Regions from separate parts of the Mus musculus genome. Here region 1 is linked to region 2. A link is a contact called in public promoter capture Hi-C data. All regions are on one chromosome and are shown on one strand. The core of a region is the stretch at or near the end of the contact, and the rest is flanking DNA. Distances in the headings are between cores, read along the strand shown.

Region 1 (3,523 bases), core at 898-3,397, 1.1 Mb after region 2:
TGCTTCTCACCGTTCCTAATACTGCAACCCTTTCAAACAGTTCCTCACGTTGTGGTGATGTCCAACCATAAAATTAATTTGTTGCTACTTCATAAGTAATTTTTGCTTCTGCTATGAACTATAATGTATATGTGACCTGGATTGATGAGCAACAGTTTTTGTCTTTGGGAACCCAGGACCTATCCTTTCTTCGGCAAACCATTAACGTGGGTCAGTTTCATATTAGCTCAGCAGCCTTCCTCCTTATAACACTGCAATGAGAACCTGTGAGTGCAGGCTTAGCTGCTTTTATATATACCACACACAGCTCACAAGTCCACTTACTTCCTCATGAAGCTCCTTTTAATATGAATCCCTTGGTTCCATCCTCTTCTACTAAAATTCTACACAGCCCTGGAAGCTAATGTCTGTTCTGTTCCTGTGGCCCCTTCCGTTATCCACACTCCATTTGGACCAACCAAGTGGTTCCTGGCTTTGACTTCCTAAGCATTTGCCAGAGATACCCACTAAGATCAAAAACAACACTTCTGTGATACAAGTCAGTAAAATGAAATTCAGGAATGTGGTAGCAGGGCCCAGAGAGGTAGCTCAGTGGCTAAGAGAAATGTCTCAGTGGCTTAGAGAGAAGGCTTGGGGACACCTGTAGAAGGCCTGGGGTCAGTTCCCAGCACACGCACGACCACTCATAACATCTATAACTCCAGTTCCAGAAAGTCTCATGTGCCCTCCCACCTCCACAGGCAAACACTCACACAGAGAAAAATAAATGTAAGAACAGCTCAAACTGTAAACCCTCTTTCCTTGGGTGTCTTGGCACAGCAGCAGAGAAGGATGCGCCGCCCGAGTCCCGCTGTGGCTGTAAGAGGTGGATTTGGATGCCTTTATTCTGTCCTGTGACTCCTTATTTGCATTATGTCACATTCCTGCTGCACTGTAAGATAATGAGTGAGGAATCTGAGAAGTCCGTTCAGGAATGAGCTGTGTCCATCCTTGGAACCTCAGTTCTAGAGGGAGATAAATATGAATGCACTGAGGAGAACATTTGGTTAGGGGAGTCTGAGTTTGTTTCAAAACCTAAATCTGAGGGATTTGTATTAAGGCACTGTTATGCATGCCATTCACAAATGTGGTTATTTTTACTTTCTTTTCTTGCAAAGAACATAGATTGCTTTCTCAAGTTACCAGGAAAATGGCCAAATTAACCTCTGAGGTTGATTGCTAGATCATCTTTCCCTGGCCGTGATATGACTTACTGACTTTATCTCTCTCCCTTCTTTCCAAGTAAGCACTTGGAAAGATGAGTATTAGTGATTTTTTTGTTTTTTGTAGCGGTCACACACACAAGCGTGTGCGCACACACACACACACACACACACACACACACACTCTACCTGAAAGAAGAGAAGACTAGAGGGTAATTGTGGGAAAGGAGTGGTTGGGGTTAGGGCATTCCAGACTGTGGTGGCAGGAGCTTGCCACATGGCTTCTTTACATCTTGTCAGAGCAGGAAGCAGAAAGTGATTCCAAAAATAGGGGTGGTCTGGAACCCTGAAGACCCACCCACTCTTGATGCTTGAGTCCCCAACTTCCAAAAACACCAGCTGGGAGCCAAGTTTCAAACACTTGGGAGCCTGTGGGGGACACTTCCTATGCACACCACAGCAGGAAACAGGAAAGAGCGTGAAGCGTGAAGCAAAGAAGAGTAGTGCAAAATAAACGCTTGTTTTCATAAAAGCAAGTTTTCTTGCAGATGCACCCTGAGTTCTGTGAAGGAAGGGGGAAGTGAACCAGCGGGATTCTAACGCTGCCTCCGTATGCCCGGCAGTTCTGGGTCCTTTTGCTGTGCCTGCCTGGCCTTGAAGGGAAAACACTGACAGTTCTGACCTGACCTCCAGTGCCTGAGAGAGCAGCTCAGGCCGCTGACTCTGTTAGAAACAGAAGCTGACTCCAGTCTGCTCTTTCTTTTCAGTCATCAATGTGGCGATAGGATGGGGGTAGATCAGTAAGAAAGATAGCACAAATACATCGTCTGGTTCCTAAGCAAGATCTTTGAAAGAGAAATTGAGGAGGGAATAGCGGCCAGCCGTGAGGCACGGCAGAGGCAGTGTGTTGTCTTTTCTGAAGTGTGGTTTCCTCTTTACTGGATACAGAAGAGAACGGCCAAGCTGTTCTAAGCTTTAAAGGGCTTCGGAACTCTGAGTCTTAGAGCAAGCCTCGTGGGAGCGTGCCGGTTGTGACTGTAAGTCTACAGTGGCAAATTGTGTTAATTTGACTGAGGAGAAATGCTAACCATATTATATCAAATAACTGCCAGAAATAATTCTCCGCCATGCCCTGTGACTTTATTTTAATTGATTTTTTTTTCTTTCGGCTTCTGTGATTTTTGTTTATTCTGACACATATTTATTAAACATATGAAGAAAATTGTTTTGCAAATTACTTTTAGGGCCTTTACCTCAGTTGAATTGGGTGGGTTAGCCTGGTTTTTAGAGCTGCAGTCTAGCTTCTGTTTCAGACTCCAAGCTCCTGATGTAGCTTGTGGGACCCATCGGTGGCACTGCCTGACCACACCAGCAGTCCCAACAGTTACACGGTATGCCTAGCAATATCATTGGCTGTTTCATAAAGAGTTGAAAGTGAAAACTGAATTTGACTGATCGCTGTGAGGTACGTTCATATTAGGACTCTTAAGCTATGCTTCGGAATAAGCCACTCCCTGTAACATCAAAGATAATGCTGCTCACATTCCTCACTTTAGACTCTGTCACTCCTCAAGCCTTAGGAGTAAGCAAGCCTCCCTTATCTGCGGCAGAGCCCTCCCAGTATATGAACCTCAGGTGGACGTTCATGGAGACAGCATTCTGACCGGAGAGTTGACCTGTCAGATTGCCAGGAAAGACATGCAGTGAAGGTTGGGGAGATGCCTCAGTAGCTAAAGACTTGCCTGCTATACAACTGTGGATTGGGCTCCAGATCTGCATCATAAGGCTCAGTGGACAGGAAAGCCCACCGGTAACCATCGTACCTAAGAGGCAGATAAGGAGATTCCAAGGAGGGGCTGATTAGCAGAATCACTGGGCACCAGGTTCACCACAGTACCCTACCTCAAGCAAGGAAGACACCCAGTGTTGACCTCTGGACTCCACGTGTTCACATACGCACCCACCCACACACATATGTACATGTATACACACATGGCACACATACACATGTGTAAAAGTAGACGTTGAAGATAATCTTGTTCTCTTTATCTTCTGTGTTTGCCTTGATTACAGACGTTTAAAAGTGAAACTGTTCTATTATTTCAGATATCTGTCTAAAGAGAGCCATAATAATAATAATGCCAAACAACAGTTTTGAATGTTTACTGCATGCTGCACTACAGCATACATAGACACTAACGCCGAAAGGTAAACCTCTTTTCCTGTGATACCCAGGAAACCAAAGTGCAAAGATGTGAGCTGACTTGCATGGTTTGCAGGCAGCACTGAGTGGTAAGCAGGATTTAAACCAGGTGTCTGTG
Region 2 (3,900 bases), core at 1,257-3,756:
TCTTCCAAAGGTCCCAAGTTCAAATCCCAGCAACCACATGTGGCTCACAACCATCCATAATGAGATCTGACTCCCTCTTCTGGAGTGTCTGAAGAAAGCTACAGTGTACTTACATATAATAAATAAACATATATATATATTTTTTTAAAAAAATCAGAACAGAACATAGGAAACTTTGCCCTGTGGAAGAAGAAAGCCTTTCCGTAGGATAAGATAGTTTGCAAAATAAAGCAATTCAGCTGAAGCAGAAATTCACATGGTGATAGAATGACTAATCTAGTTGCTGTGGACAATAGGCAATTTATGGGAAGAGGGGTTGTCTTAGTGAGGGTTTCACTGCTGTGAACAGATGCCATGACCAAGGCAACTCTTATAAGGACAGAATTTAATTGGGGCTGGCTCACAGGTTCAGCGGTTCAGTCCAGGCAGGCATAGTATAGGAAGAGCTAAAAGTTCTACATCTTGTTCCCAGGGCAAACAGGAGAAGACTGACTTCCAGGGAACTAGGATGAGGATCTTAAAGCCCACACCCACAATAACACTCTTCAACAAGGCCACACCCACTCCAACGAAACCACACCTCTTAATAGTGCCATCCCTGGGCTAAGCCTATTCAAACCATCACCAGAGGTTATTTCTGAGTACGGTTTTAGGGAACACAATCCTTTATAGTAAGAAGGCAGGGGTTGCAAGAACCAGAGATAGCTGATCTCATCGAACTGCCAAGCAGAAGAAAGAGAGTTGGATAAGCCTACTAAACCCCAAGGCTGGACTCCAGTGATCCAATTTCTCCCCGGAAACTCTACTATCTTCCCAAATAGCACCACCAGTTCGGGACCAAGTGTTCAAACAAACACCACTCTCTCTCTCTTAGTTTCTTTTCCTGTTGCTGTGATAAAAGACTCCGACAAAAGCAATTTAAGGGAGAAAGAGATTGTAGGGAAGCCAGAGCAGCAGTCGCTGGTCAAATCATTGTCACAGTCAGGAAGCAGAGGGTGCTGGGTATACACTGTTGCTGGGTTTTCTTTCTCCACTAATACAGTCCAGGATGGCAGCCAGGGAAAGGTGTTTACCCACAGTAGGTAAGTTTTTCTACCCCAATTAAAGCAATCAAGATAATCACCCACAGCTATGACCAAAGGTTGGACTCTGGGTGAGTCTAGATTCTGTAACATTGCAAACCAAAGTCTCTGTCAAGGACTGGGCTGTGTCTCTCTACCCAGCCTCAGTCTATCACCTCTAAATTATACAGGATGCAAATAACATTATACATCTTTGGTTAAATGTTTACGGGAGTAATAACATTTTTTAAGGTTTAGATAATTTCTAAATGTTTCTAGATAATGCCAATTAATTACATTAACTATGTATATATAAGTAAAATGCTTTTCTAGATTATTACATTGTATAGTTAGAGCACCCTTATGAATTAAGCCAGGAAGAGAGCTTTATTAGGTCTGTCTGAATGTCTCAAGGGAGGGATGCTAGACTGGAACGAGAAAACCCTTCCCACAAGCCAATTAGTCTTTATGTTCTACTCAGTTCCATTAGGTATAGAGGCCTGCCTCTGTATTTCCATCTCACTAAATACTGTATAGTTAAATCCTACATTGCTTAATACACAAAGCATCAAACAAGGACGATATGAATAGCTAGGAAAATACATAGGCAAAATTAAAGAGCAGGAGAAACACTTTTCATCAAGTGCAAGATATATTAAAATTGTCGTTCTGTACATATTCAAATAATTGTGATTAGTTCCTGTCTTCGAAGACCTTTCTTAGGTACATAGGTATCTGCTTACAAGAGTGGATCAGACAATAAGATACTAGAGAAAGCAAAAAGACACATAAAGGATGGACTTGGGAGAACTGGAGAATTTTAGCTTAATATCCAAAATGGTGTATCCTCCATTTCACATTGTTAACCACTGTATGCACCGCTAATCTCTTCAAAATGGGAACAAAAAATAGCTTTCGCTATAATTTCTATACATTGCTTTAAAAGTTTGGATTTATATCTTAGAGGCCACACTTGACATCAGTCTTCTTTGTTAATGTGCATGTCATCAGGAAATTCAGACTCGGCCGTACCCATCCCACTGTTCAACCTTGAAGCAGTTCTCCGTGATGGCCTTTTCCTTTTTTTTTTAGAGTGTGATCCCAAGTTCCACCTCACTGAGTTTTGTGAGAATACTTAATACTAGGAGAGTACACAGTGATTAATTTAAGGAGCTTTTATTTCGTTTTGCAGTAGTGAGTCTGGTGCGATGAGATTCAGAAGGCCTGGAGCTTCGCACAAGCAGGACTAGAGCAGGGTTTGGAATTCGCAGCCGCACTCTCCAGGAGGCAGAGAGAGGGTGGAAACCTTTGGTTGCAGTCTGCCAAAAAACCCCATTCCAGAAAATGACTTTACAGCCTAGTACTCCAAGACCATAGTGGGCCGCGGGGCGCTCCCTGGTGTGACGTCATCACAGCGCTTCGCCGCAGGATGCGCGCGCAGCCCTGTCCGCCGCTGGGAAGGCGGGGCTTCCTGCTGTGTGCACCCAGTGCCTCTGTGCGTCCAGTTGCTGCGACCGGCCCAGGGAAGCGCGCCGTGGAGACTCTTTTCCCGGACGAGGCCATCCTCCTTCGTGGGCTTCCGAGCGAGACTTATCCATGCCGAACTCGAGGCCCAGGCCCCGCCGGGGCGCCGGGGGTGGCGCAGGTGCGGCCGGCCGGGACCGGCTGGTGGCACGGTCCTTGCAGAGTGCTGAGCACTGTCTAGGTGACCAGGACTTCGGCACTGCTTATGCCCATTACCTTCTGGTGCTCAGCCTGGCGCCAGAGCTAAAAGACGACGTGAAGGTGAGGCCTTATTTTTTTCAGTGGCTAGCAAATCCTGTGATCTGAGCAGGAACAACAGGGTATGGTGTGTGTGTGTGTGTGTGTGTGTGTGTGTAACAGAGACGAGAGACAGGGAGAGACAGAGACACCGAGACATACAGAGACAGAGACGGACTCTCCAAGCATCGAATTACTATAGCCTACAGCCCATCTCAATACAGCCAGGTTTTAGTAACAAAAGTCAAAAGTTGTCACACATCTGTTTCAAAATTTCTGCCTCACTTAAGATTCCAAAGGCCTTTTAAATGGGATAGGACTGGGTAGTTCTTTTTCCCCTCCAGTATCTAATTTAAATTAGCCCTGCCTTGTAGGCGTTGCATTATCTTGTGTAGAAAGAATGCTGTGTATCCTGAGGTTGGATAAAGTGTTCAGTCATAAGGAACTTTTAATATTTGTTGATTCGTCTTACTTGCATCAGTTAACCGGTTGAACTACTGTATTTTTTTTTTTTAATGTTAGAATCTCAATTTCAAAAAGTAACTTAATTGCATATACAGTTTTAAGCTGTGGACAGTCTTGCTTTGTTTAGTCCAGAGTTTCTCAACCTGACACTGGTGACATTTTGCACCAGACAGTCCTGTGTCTTCCTTCCTGTTTCACAGCACGGTTTGTCCTCTGCCCACTAGATGTCAGTAGCATTAGGCTTTTGTAGTCCAAAGAAATTTCAGGACCTGTTGGTTTACTTGGAAATATGCTAGTATGTTGGGTCGTTTGTTCCTCTGTGTAGAAAGTAGTAGAATAGTGTGTGTTCCTCTGTGTAGACAGTAGTAGAATAGTGTGTGTTCCTCTATGCAGACAGCAGTAGAATAGTGTGTGTTCCTCTGTGTAGACAGCAGTAGAATAGTGTGTGTTCCTCTGTGTAGACAGCAGTAGAATAGTGTGTGTTCCTCTATGCAGACAGCAGTAGAATAGTGTGTGTTCCTCTATGCAGACAGCAGTAGAATAGTGTGTGTTCCTCTGTGTAGACAGCAGTAGAATAGTGTGTGTTCCTCTATGCAGACAGCAGTAGAATAGT

Evidence for each region. Promoter capture Hi-C pulls out the DNA fragments that hold promoters and counts their contacts.
Region 1: a contact with region 2 is called in a promoter capture Hi-C map of stem cell-derived epiblast-like cells, with 2.8 times the contacts expected there. The contact joins the enhancer-like site here to the promoter of Prmt9 in region 2. A contact is called at or near these places in 8 of 39 promoter capture datasets (the 3T3-L1 cell line, 3T3-L1-derived adipocytes, the C10 cell line and 5 more), 1 of 484 Hi-C or Micro-C datasets (B cells) and 2 of 115 datasets of contacts at active chromatin or transcription factors (embryonic stem cells and large pre-B cells).

Annotation. Positions count from the first base shown.
Region 1 is chr8:78,628,819-78,632,341 of GRCm38.p6, forward strand. The region is part of intron 5 of Slc10a7 (solute carrier family 10 (sodium/bile acid cotransporter family), member 7); the gene reads left to right. Among named protein-coding and RNA genes, the nearest start is that of Gm39203, 44 kb to the right of the region's middle. Within about 2 kb of position 2,148, at least 60 of the 459 cell types and tissues checked have an H3K27ac peak or open chromatin away from gene starts, as enhancers often do. A contact at or near this core is called in B cells, where this site is marked.
Region 2 is chr8:77,546,891-77,550,790 of GRCm38.p6, forward strand. It overlaps Prmt9 (protein arginine methyltransferase 9), which reads left to right and starts at 2,507. Exons shown (of 12, transcript NM_001081240.3): 1 at 2,507-2,846. The coding sequence starts at 2,658.